2 separate regions of the Mus musculus genome follow, and region 2 is linked to region 1. Evidence: chromatin contacts called from public Hi-C data. All regions are on one chromosome and are shown on one strand. Each heading gives the region's core, a stretch centred on a gene start, on an enhancer-like site or on the middle of the called end of the contact. The rest is flanking DNA. Distances are from core to core; before and after follow the strand shown.

What was found. Hi-C and Micro-C count contacts between places; a contact is called where the count stands out from the background.
Region 2: a Hi-C map of 8-cell embryo shows a contact between it and region 1, with 2.0 times the contacts expected there. The contact joins the enhancer-like site here to the promoter of 4930556N13Rik in region 1. A contact is called at or near these places in 3 of 484 Hi-C or Micro-C datasets (8-cell embryo, brown adipocytes and liver), 2 of 115 datasets of contacts at active chromatin or transcription factors (both in embryonic stem cells) and 3 of 9 other capture datasets (adipose tissue, liver and pancreatic islet).

The regions. Positions count from the first base shown.
Region 1 is chr11:88,849,205-88,855,329 of GRCm38.p6, reverse strand. It overlaps 4930556N13Rik (RIKEN cDNA 4930556N13 gene), which reads right to left and starts at 3,726. Exons shown (of 5, transcript NR_126433.1): 1 at 3,494-3,726; 2 at 3,047-3,128. All of the region lies in intron 1 of Akap1 (A kinase (PRKA) anchor protein 1), which reads left to right.
Region 2 is chr11:88,886,093-88,892,217 of GRCm38.p6, reverse strand. No RefSeq gene overlaps it. Among named protein-coding and RNA genes, the nearest start is that of Gm23507, 16 kb to the left of the region's middle. Within about 2 kb of position 3,762, at least 5 of the 459 cell types and tissues checked have an H3K27ac peak or open chromatin away from gene starts, as enhancers often do. A contact at or near this core is called in 8-cell embryo, where this site is marked.

The DNA.
Region 1 (6,125 bases), core at 2,477-4,976:
CCAAACCCCAGATCAACAGTCAGCACTGCCTATGGAAAGAGGTTTGCTTATCTGTTGTTCTGGAGGTTGGACCCAGTGCCTTGGCAGGCTACACTGAGGTTTTGATTATGTTCAAATTTGAAAAGACAGTTCTTTGCAGGGGCTGTATGACTCAGGGCTCGCCTAGAATCCACCTGGCAAACCTGGGTTTGGTTCCCCAAACAGTCCTTTGCTCCATTAGAACATCCTGGAAGCTACCGGGAACATTTCTTCCTTCCTTCCTTTTCCTGTCTCTCTCTCTCTCTTTTTTTTTTTTTTTTTTTTTTTTCCGAGACAGGGTTTCTCTGTAAAGCCCTGGCTGTCCTGGAACTCACTTTGTAGACCAGGCTGGCCTCGAACTCAGAAATCCGCCTGCCTCTGCCTCCCAAGTGCTGGGATTAAAGGCGTGCGCCACCACCGCCTGTCTCTTGTCTCTCTTTTTAAAAGGAATATATTTCTAATATTTTATTTATTTTTATTTTATATACATTAGTGTTTTGCTTGCACGTTTATGCATGAGGGTGTCTGATTCCCCTGGAACAGGAGTTACAGAGAGCTGTGAGCTGCCATGTGGGTGCTGGGAATTGAACCCAGGTCTTCTGGAAGAGCATACAGTGCTCATAACTGCTGAGCCATTTCTCCAGCCCCCTTACCTATTTTTAATTGTGTGTGTGTGCTCCTGTGTGCGCCTGCCTGCCATGTATGAAGGCACCTAAAGAGGACAGAGGGATTGTATTTCCTAGAGCTGGACTCACAGGTGGTTGTGAGCCACCTAGTGTGGGGGGCTGGGACCTGAACTCACGTCTTCTGTAAGAGCAATACATGCTTGACACTGCTTGCGCTTTCTCGCTGTCCTGTCAGCCGACTTTCATCTGTTTCCAGTCTTCGAGATTGCTTGCTTTTCTCTATCTTCTCCTCCTCTTCCTCCTTCTGTTCTTCAGAAAACACTATCTGGTTTTCTACTGTAAATGTCTGCTCATCCCTACACCTTCTTCCTCAGTTTCTCAATATAGAGGTAGCGTAATTTGAAGGTTGCTATTCATAAACATTATCTGTGTCTACAGAGCTCTCAGGTTATAGATATAATTTTGTCTGTCCCCCCACCCCCCACCCTGGTCTGGTGTTCGCCATCCTCGCCCCTCAGACCCCCTTTCTATACTTTTCTGTGTCTTTCCTAGTTCCCACTCCTCCCTAGCCTCTGTCATTATGGCAGGCATCATGCCATTGGTGGAGAGGCTTTGTGGTTCCGCATCCCAGCTCCTTCTAAGAGTTCCACTTTGCTCTGCAGATCTATCCCTTTCTGTTGGCTCTGCCTCCTCTTCCTCCTGGGGATTTTCTCTGTCTGATGTGTTCCTTGGATGTGATACCTGTTGCACTTTTAACCCAGCTAGCTCCCAAATAATTGAGACTGGACTATTATATTTATTTAACAAGCTTTAAGGGCACAACAGCCGAACAGCAGTATGACTTCTTCTAAACTGATCCGGCTACCTCCCAGCCAAAATCCCAGAGATATTTGCATTTTAGTACTGATCTGACTCTCTGGGCTCCAGGTCTTTTCTCATGATGCCTCCTGGACTCTCCCCCCCCTCCCCTCTGGGAGAAAGAGATCAGCCCTATTGGCTCAGTCATTGGCTGATCAGCTAGCTTTATTGACTATTCAGAGAATAATTGGGGAGCAATGTTAACACAATATTGAAGCAGGAGATTCTTAGAATAAAAATTGCTACCAGATATGGGGGCCCGGAAGTCAGCACTTGAGTAACACAAGGATACTCTTTACACAACACACAATAACAACATGCCTACAGAGACTCCCCTCCTTTCTAGATTCACTCCATTGTCTTGGGAGAACATGTCCTCCAGTACCTTGCTGCGAGTGTGTGCGTGCAGAGGTGAGTAGCTATCAAGCATGCTGATATGTGCAGGAGAGCAGGTCCCTTTGAGAGTGCGCATTAGGGGATATGTGACTGAACACAGGACTATTCAGCAAGGACAACCAAGCCAGGAGGTTCCTTCTCCCAAGCTAACAGAAGGCTTTACCTTTTGGAAGTTGTGAAGGAGACGACACCTGGATTTGAACCCCCAGGTGGTGGAGACAGTGGTCACTGAGTGTAGCCCAAGTATGCTTGGCTCTTCAGCACACAGTCTAAAGGCCTCTTATCCTTGCACAAGGAACTGGAGCATCCATGTTTGGGGAAATGGTACTCTGTTTTCTGCTCATTCCTCCAACCACCAGACATTTTTTTTTTTTTTTTCCTCTGCCCCTTGGACCAGTCCTTGGCAGCGTGGGCAGCAGAGCAGCTCACTAGGGAAGAGGTCACGGGTATTCACCTCCAAAAATGTTGTGGAAGGTTCAGAGCTTCTCACTCATTTCTGCCCTACCCTGCCTGGTACTTGGACTTGTCAATACATATTTATTGAATAGAGTTTTTCTCTTCTGCCTTTGTGATTTCTCCGTTGCTGGCATCGTTAGCCACACATCAATATCTTTCCTTACTTACCTCTTGTGAAGCCACATACCATTTGGTTTTTATTTGCTTGGTCTTGAGACAGGGCCTCTAACTCGTGATCCTCCTGTCTTTTAAGCAAGCCTGTTGTCAGATCACTGCTCATATCTTTGGAGCAGGCCTGTGTGGTACCTTCTGTGGTGAGGTGAGAACTCCATGTACCCAGGAGTGCATTCCTGAATCTGCTTTGTAATCACCCCCTAGAGCCTGACAGAATTCTCTCGTAAAAACCAGGCAATAATAAAGAGACCAAGATGGGGGCCAGGAGGGACTGGACACAGCCTTCAAACTTTTCAAAAACCACACCCCTGTGCAAAGGCATGGTGGTGCATACCTTTGATCCTAGCATTAGAGAGGCAGAGGTGGATGTCTGAGTTCCAGGACAGCCTGGTCTATAGGACAGCTAGGGCTACACAGAGAAACATTGTCTTGAAAAAAAATACTAAAAAACAACAATAACAATAAATGGTTGTGCTTAAAACAAACAAACAAACAAAACCCCCAAACCACACCCCTACCTGAGATGAAGTAACTGGGGAGACCACTGTAGGAGAGTTTGCTTTCTCACATCACTAGAAAGGACTGAGGCGCTGGACCTGTCTGCAAGGAGAGGTGGACACTCTGTTCCTGATTGGTTGGTTGGTTCCTTTGTGTTACCAAGGTTTTTTAAATTTTATGTGTGTAGGTATTTTATCTGCATGTGTGTATGTGCACCACGTGGATACAGTGCCTTCAGGAGGCAGAAGAGGGCATCAGAGCCTCTGGGACTCCAGTCTAAGAAGGTTTTGAGCCACGGTGTGGGTAGTGAGAATTGAACCCAGGTCCTATGTAAGGGCAGCCAGTGCTCTCAACAGCTAAGCCCTTTTAACCAGATTCTTTAAGCTGGAAGTTAGTTAACTACTGATTGGGCTGGCAAGGAAGATCCCATGCTTAGAATGGGAGTTTTAGTTTCCAGCTCGTCTTACCTGGGCCTCTCAGTTCTAGACCTTAGCTTTCCTTTTTGGCCAGAGAAGTTTCACCAAGTGGGTCTTGAGCTTCTGCCCTCCTGCTGTGGAGCAGGCTGAGAAAGTGTTCCAGGGTGTTGGTTGGGGAGATGGCTCATCTGTACCTGTGCAAGGAGTTAGTTACCCTAGGGTGAATCTGTCTGTCTTGTCTGCCAGTCTACATACCTGCACTGGCTGGCTTGCTGCCCTGTAAGGCCATCACAATAGAGGTGTAGGGCTAACCTTGGGCGGGCCAGCCAGCCCATTATGAGCTAACACGGAATCCTGATGGTGCTCGCATGAGTCAGCTTGCTCAGACCCCCAGGGATGAAGGGAACACCCGGGCTAGGCTAAGACCAGCGGGCCTGAGGCATGGCTCCATCTCTGTGACCCTGGGCCTCAGCCATGCTGCCGCGGGAGAGTGGCCCAGGCTCACCATCACCCCCAGAACTGCACTCTGCCAGCAAGGTTGGTGCTAGGCAGGACCTCTCATGTCCTGGGATTTTCTGGGGAAACCTTCTAGTACTTGCTGTCACCCAAGCTGTCGCCACCAGCGTGTGGATATTTAAACTGACTTTACATAAGACTAGACATTGAGGTTTTTCAGTCGCATTTGTCATACTTCAGTGCTCAGTAACCTCCTATGGCTAAGTGCCTGACTGCCAGTGTTGGCCAGAAATCACATGGGGATCGCCGCAGTCAGCCGTTACCTCTGGTGATCTGCCCCACTTGACGAGACTGCCAGGCCTTCTCGCCAGTTCTTTAGGTCAGCTCCTAGGACACCTTCAGGCTCTGCCCAGGGACTTTGCTCCCCTCTCCTACCCTTAAAAACATCAGAACCATAAAAAGGTCACCTCTCCCCTGTATCTGTAGCAGCCTATAGAAATCCTTGCCTTAAAGATTAGCTTATTTTTATTTTATGTGTATGAGATGAGCTTTTGCCTGAATATATATGTATGAGCACTGCATGTGTGCCTGGTACCTAGGCAGGCCAGAAAGGGGGGGGGTCATCTCCTGGAACTGATGGCTATACACTTCCTTATGTGTCCTGGGAAATGAACCCATGTCCTCTGGAAGAGCAGAAGTACCCTTCACTACTGAGCCATCTCTCCAGTCCTTTTTTTTTTTTTTTTTTTTTTTTTTTTTTTTTTGGTTTTTCCAGACAGGGTTTCTCTGTGCAGCCCTGGCTGTCCTGGAACTCACTCTGTAGACCAGGCTGGCCTCGAACTCAGAAATTCACCTGCCTCTGCCTCCCGAGTGCTGGGATTAAAGGCGTGTGCCACCACGCCCGGCTCATCTATCCAGTCCTAATCCAGATCTTTGAAAAAGTTTTTCTGGGCTCCACCGAGACTTGTGTAGGTGTGTGTGTGTGTGTGTGTGTGTGTGAGAGAGAGAGAGAGAGAGAGAGAGAGAGAGAGAGAGAGAGAGAGAGAGAGAGAGAGAGAGAGAGAGAGAGAGAGTGAGAGTGTCTCCGAGATAGTCTTCTGGTAGATCATCTGCTCCTTAGGAGCAGCAGAGCTGAGAGCTCAGAAACCGCTGTGGACAGAAACTAGAGGCTCTTTCTCTCGCTGCCAGGCAGGGAACCACAATTGTATGTTCTTCTTTCCTTAACTCACACGCCAAGGAACTTCCTATGGAGGCCAGCAAGGCTGCATCTGTTCTCCACACAGAAGTACAGGAGAGCCTGCAGGACTGCTGGGCTTGGCTCTGATCGCCTGCCCAGGGGAAGACCCTTGAAGGGAAGGCACATTTATCAAGAGCGAGCTGTGCTTTGCTCTGGAGGTGGAGTGGCTGGGGCACACACTCCCCCAGTGGTCATACCTGGGATAATGGGGGAATGTTCTAGTTCTGACAGAGAGGGTGTGTGAACAGCTGTCCAGAACACATCCTCCCCCTATCAGGGCCAAGCCTAGAGTGGACTTGGGCTCTTGGCCTCTAAGCTGTTGTTTTTATGATTGACTTTCCTGTCAATTACATGCAGCCCTTTTTCCCAGTAACTGCAGCCAAAACTGATTTAGTCACTAGGACCAACACTGTTTTGTGCCATCCCGGGGATTATTTTCTTGTTTAGAAGGCTCTAGACTTGGGTTACAGGTTTGTCAGCTGGTTGGGGAGTTGAGGCCATTACTTCTCCAGAGGGCCTTCTGAGAAGCCACAGGTACTTGTAGAAAGAGAAGGGATCCTTCTAGAACCTGGAGTGAACAGATGCATGCAAAGGGCTGCCTGATGTAGCACGTGCCTGCTTTCTGCTCTGTGTGACCGCTTGGCTGCCAGCCAGTGTGCATCTATTCCTGGGCAAACGGACCTGCTAAAAATACGCAGGCAGGAGTTTAATTCCAGCAGATTCAAAATAGCTGAGTGTCCTCCTCACCAGCCTGGGGCAGGGCTCCGAAGTATCCTTGTGTGGGGTTTTCCCCGATTGCAGGCAGCCTGCTTCTGGGGACCAGAAACTGGTCTCGGAAGAGTTTCTGGTTAGCATGTGGGTATAGAGTGCTGGGGCCTTTGGGACCTGTAGTGTTCGGTCCACTCACAACTTGGGAAGTTCAAGTTTAAAAACCAAGTGTTTAGGACAAAGAGCAACTAGCTAGCTTTGCCGGGGAGCAAAGGTAGTGGG
Region 2 (6,125 bases), core at 2,513-5,012, 37 kb before region 1:
TCTATCGATCCACAGGGGCCGACCCGGTGACCCGGTTCTCTTTGACCCGCCAGGTCCTCAATGTAGGACCCCGCGCCCCCATTGGGCCTAATCCCGTGATCGCTGACCAGCTACCCCCATCCCAACCCGTGCAGATCATGCTCCCCAGGCCTCCTCATCCTCCTCCTTCAGGCACGGTCTCTATAGTACCTGGGGCTCCCCCGCCTTCTCAACAACCTGGGACGGGAGACAGGCTGCTAAATCTGGTAAAAGGAGCCTACCAAGCACTCAACCTCACCAGTCCTGACAAAACCCAAGAGTGCTGGTTATGTCTGGTATCGGGACCCCCCTACTACGAAGGGGTTGCCGTCCTAGGTACCTACTCCAACCATACCTCTGCCCCAGCTAACTGCTCCGTGGCCTCCCAACACAAGCTGACCCTGTCCGAAGTGACCGGACAGGGACTCTGCGTAGGAGCAGTTCCCAAAACCCATCAGGCCCTGTGTAATACCACCCAGAAGACAAGCGACGGGTCCTACTATCTGGCTGCTCCCGCCGGGACCATCTGGGCTTGCAACACCGGGCTCACTCCCTGCCTATCTACTACTGTACTCAACCTCACCACCGATTACTGTGTCCTGGTTGAACTCTGGCCAAGGGTGACCTACCACTCCCCTGGTTATGTTTATGGCCAGTTTGAGAGAAAAACCAAATATAAAAGAGAGCCGGTGTCATTAACTCTGGCCCTGCTGTTGGGAGGACTTACTATGGGCGGCATAGCTGCAGGAGTAGGAACAGGGACTACAGCCCTGGTGGCCACCAAACAATTCGAGCAGCTCCAGGCAGCCATACATACAGACCTTGGGGCCTTAGAAAAATCAGTCAGTGCCCTAGAAAAGTCTCTGACCTCGTTGTCTGAGGTGGTCCTACAGAACCGGAGAGGATTAGATCTGCTGTTCCTAAAAGAAGGAGGATTATGTGCTGCCCTAAAAGAAGAATGCTGTTTCTACGCGGACCACACTGGCGTAGTGAGAGATAGCATGGCAAAGCTGAGAGAAAGGTTAAACCAGAGACAAAAATTGTTCGAATCAGGACAAGGGTGGTTCGAGGGACTGTTTAACAGGTCCCCATGGTTCACGACCTTGATATCCACCATTATGGGCCCCTTGATAATACTTTTATTAATCCTACTCTTCGGACCCTGTATTCTCAACCGCTTGGTCCAGTTTGTAAAAGACAGAATTTCGGTGGTGCAGGCCCTGGTTCTGACCCAACAGTATCACCAACTCAAATCAATAGATCCAGAAGAAGTGGAATCACGTGAATAAAAGATTTTATTCAGTTTCCAGAAAGAGGGGGGAATGAAAGACCCCATCATAAGGCTTAGCAAGCTAGCTGCAGTAACGCCATTTTGCAAGGCATGAAAAAGTACCAGAGCTGAGTTCTCAAAAGCTACAAGAAAGTTCAGTAAAAGATTAACAGTTAAAGATTAAGGCTGAATAATACTGGGACAGGGGCCAAATATCGGTGGTCAAGCACCTGGGCCCCGGCTCAGGGCCAAGAACAGATGGCTCTCAGACGTCAGTGTTAGCAGAACTAGCTTCACTGATTTAGAAAAATAGAGGTGCACAGTGCTCTGGCCACTCCTTGAACCTGTGTGTCTGTCAACGTTCTGACCAGGTGTGTGCCCATTGTTGAACCTTCATTAGACCCTTTCCTCGTACCCCTCCCATACCCATTTCTTGAGAATAGACATTGTTTAGAACTAAAAAGTCCCACCTCAGTTTCCCCAAATGACCGGGAAATACCCCAAGCCTTATTCGAACTAACCAACCAGCTCGCTTCTCGCTTCTGTAACCGCGCTTTTTGCTCCCCAGCCCCAGCCCTATAAAAAGGGTAAAAACTCCACACTCGGCGCGCCAGTCCTCCGATAGACTGAGTCGCCCGGGTACCCGTATTCCCAATAAAGCCTCTTGCTGCTTGCATCCGAATCGTGGTCTCGCTGGTCCTTGAGAGGGTCTCCTCAAATTGATTGACTTCCCACGTCGGGGGTCTTTCAGGAGGAGGCTACATAGGGAAACCCTGTCTCAGGAAAACACGGCAACAATCATGAAAAGAATACAGTATTCTTTACTGCAGTCATCATGATGCCCTTCACCCCACAACTGGCTCATTCTATAACTGCAGCTCTGTACTCCTGGACCAGGGTCTCCCTAGTTCCTCCATGCCAGACTCCAGAAAACAGCCACTCACTTCTTGCATCTGTGACTATGACTTTTTTAGCTTCCACAAAAGAATGGAATTTGTGACTTCCCAACATCAAGACCTTTTAATTTTATTTATTTAAGCTATAATGGGAGCTAAGTCCAGAGCTTATATACCCAGCCAACACTTTTTTTTTTTACATATAAAGATTTTTTTGTTTGGTTGGTTTTTTTGTTTGTTTGTTTGTTTTGTTTTTCGAGACAGGGTTTCTCTGTGTAGCCCTGGCTGTCCTGGAACTCACTCTGTAGACCAGGCTGGCCTCGAACTCAGAAATCCACCTGCCTCTGCTTCCCAAGTGCTGGGATTAAAGGTGTGCGCCACCACGCCTGGCCACATATAAAGATGTTTATATTTGATGTGTATTTTGCCTGCATGTATTACCGGTATTACCGTGCACTACGTGCATGTTGGTCCATGAGAAGGTAAGAAGAAGGCATTAGCCAGGTGGGGTGGCGCACGCCTTTAATCCCAGCACTTGGAAGGCAGAGGCAGGTGAATTTCTGAGTTCGAGGCCAGCCTGATCTACAAAGTGAGTTCCAGGACAGCCAGGGCTACACAGAGAAACCCTGTCTCAAAAAAACAAAAACAAAACAAACAAACAAACAAAAAAAGAGCAAAGAAGTAAGCATCAGATTGCCTTGGAACTGGGAGTACAGAGGTTTGTGAACCACCAGGTGGGTACTGCAAACCAAACCAGGGTCCTCTGCGAGAGCAGTAAGTGCTCTTAATCACTGAGCCAGCTGTCTCTCCAGCCCCACCCTACCTTGCCCCAGTTTTTCTACAGTCCAGACTGGCCTTGAGCTATGAACAACCCTTGACAAAGATGACCTTGAACTTCTGTGGCTTCTATTTCCCACATACTATAATTACAGGAAGGCAACACCACCTTGGATTTTCTATGGTGCTGGATAGAGAAGCCAGAACTTGACTCACACCAGCCGAATGCTCTGAATACCTGAGCTACATCTCCAGCCCAGCACTTAGTTTTTGAACAACCACGTGTATCTTACTTAGGGTTTCTATTGCCGTGACAAAATACCAAGACCAAAAGCAAGTTGGGGAGGAAAGGGGTTTATTTGACTTACATTTCCATATCATAGTCCGTCACTGAAGAAAGTCAGGACAGGAACACAAGCAGGGCAGGAACCTGAAAGCAGAAGCTGATGCAGAGGCTATGGAGGGTGCTGTCTACTGGCTTGCTCCCCATGGCTTGCTCAGCCTGCTTTCATATAAAACTCAGGACACCAGCCCAGGGATGGCACCACCCACCATGAGCTGGGCCCTCCTGCATTGATCACTAATAGAGAAAAATGTCTTCCAGCTGGATCTCATGGAGGCATTTTCTCAACTGAGGCTCCTTGCCCTCTGGTGACCTTAACTTGTGTCAAGTTGACTCACAAATCCGTCCAGTGCAACATGATCACTCACAGCCATCCATAGACACTCAATTGGACCTCAGTAAGTTTAAGGCCAGCATGGTCTCCATAGTAAGTTCCAGGTCAGCCAGTGTTACCTAGGGAGACCCTGTCTCAAAAACAACGAAAAGCAACAAAACAAAAACCTGTATTGTGAGTTGAACATTTTCGCATTGTGTGATTTCTATGAAAAAAATAGGACTTTTTCTTTGTTTTGTATAAATACTGAGATGTCATCGACAGCAAAAAATCATGGATCCATAACAGTGTTCGCTAATAATTATTCTATGAAAATATCATAAGAATGTCATTGATAGCTAGGTGGTGGTGGCATACGCCTTTAATCCCAGCACCCAGGAGGCAGAGACAGGCAGATCTCTGAGTTCCAGGCTAGCCTGGTCTACAGAGTGAGTTTTAGGACAGCCACGGGTGTTATATATAGAAACTCTGTCTTGAAAAAAAAATTGGTTTTGTTCAGTACTATTTTATTTTGTTGCCTATTCTGTCTTTTACTAGTCTGACCTGCTGCCTGCTACACTAAGAAGCCACCAACACTCTAGTTTTTTTCTAAAAAATTAATTTCACAGGCTTGGGAAGTGACTCTATGGCTTGCTTCCACACACTTAAGGACCCGAGGTCAAATCAACTCTCAAGTAAAACGCTGGGTGTGTCCACCCCCAGACTAATACACCAGGGGGTGGCCACACCCACCCTCCGTGGTAGAGGTGAAACTATGAGGACCACTTATGAGCATCACTGGGGCTTTCTGGCTGTCAGCCTAGATCCAGGTGTCGTGAGAGACCTTGCCTCTCGGGATAAAGGCTGAAGACCACAGCACAAGTCATCTAAGGTCCTCTGCCTTCCACAGGAGAGAAGACAGAGCTCCACATACCACACCTGTAAAGCTGATAAAAATATTAACTATGAAAGTTGCACAAGTGTTGTTTGTATGCAAATGATGTTTTCCTTACAATACAGATATAGGCCATGCCAGCAGGAAAGCATGCTTGCCTTGCAAATGTGCAACCGGATTGCTCGGCACGGCACCGGGGTGGAACATGAGAACCAGCCTCCAAATTTATCCTCTGTCTTCAGTGGTGTGACAGGCGCCACCCTGAAATAATAATGAATCGTTAAAAAAAAAAGTTTTAAAATAAAGCCATCAGCCTTTCTGGATACACACTTTCCCTCGGTCAAGGCCAGTCCTGAAACCTGGTTGTAAAACTCTCATTCTGGTAACAAAATGCATATCTTACTCTCAGGATATGCAAGCATAAAAGCTATTTTTTAAAAAATAATTTCTTTCTCCTCCCAAATCAATGTCAGTGTAATATTAAATACTAAATTTTCTGCCATGTTGATGCAATGGAAAACTGCAACCGTTAATTTCAATTGTTTCATGGGTTTTGTTTTGTTTTTGTTTTTTTTTTGAGAGAGAGAGAAATGCATTTATTCTGTCAGAAGGCTATGATAACCATTTATCAGGCTCACGATCTAGTAAGCTTCGTAACCTCAATTTTCACATTTAACTGCTTCTCTTATTAATGTGATTTCCCTCATACGCTATTGGACAGGTCAGGGCTGCACTTGGCTTTCTGGGTCATGAATCTCTTATGAATATTTCCTTTTATTGTCCTCAATGTTTTGTTCAATATTTACGCCCCCATTGTAGTGAAGAGTGTAGGATTCCACCTAGGTTCCATCTGAGCTTTTCTCTGTATTTTTTCAAGGATTTATTTATCTATTTTATGTCTGTGAGCACACTGTAGCTGTCTTCAGACACACCAGAAGAGGGCATCGGATCCCATTACAGATGGTTGTGAGCCACCATGTGGTTGCTGGGATTTGAACTCAGGACCTTCGGAAGAGCAGTCAGTGCTCCTAACCACTGAGCCATCTCTCCAGCCCAGCATTGATGTTTTTATTAGACCTTACAATTTCATTGTGGTTCCAAGAGCCAGGGAGAGGTGGGGGTGGGGGTGGGAGGCCTGGGGGTGGGGAGGTAGAAAAAGGACAGTTCCTTGGGGCTACAGGTGTGTGGGATGAATAACTTCTAATGTTCTATGACACAGTGGGGTAGATAGGGCTGACACAACTAAGCATTTCAAACTAGCTGGGACAAAGGAATGATAAATGTCTTGAGTGGTGAGTATGTTATCTACTGATTTGGTCAGTACACATGGTACACACACAGTGACATGTCACACTGAATCCATAGACTCTCCCACTTACAATATACCAATTAACAGTAAAAATCGGGGCCAGCTTCGGTGGCACATTCGAGTAATCCCAGAACTCAGGAGGCAGAGGCAGGTGGATTTCTGTGAGTTTCAGGCTTGTCTGGTCTATATATCAAATTTCAAGACAGCCAGACCTTGTCTCAAAAATCAAGAGGTTGGGGATGGACAGGGGTGGGCAAAATGTTTGCTGTGCAAACAGGAGGTCTTAAGTTCAGATCCTTGGCAG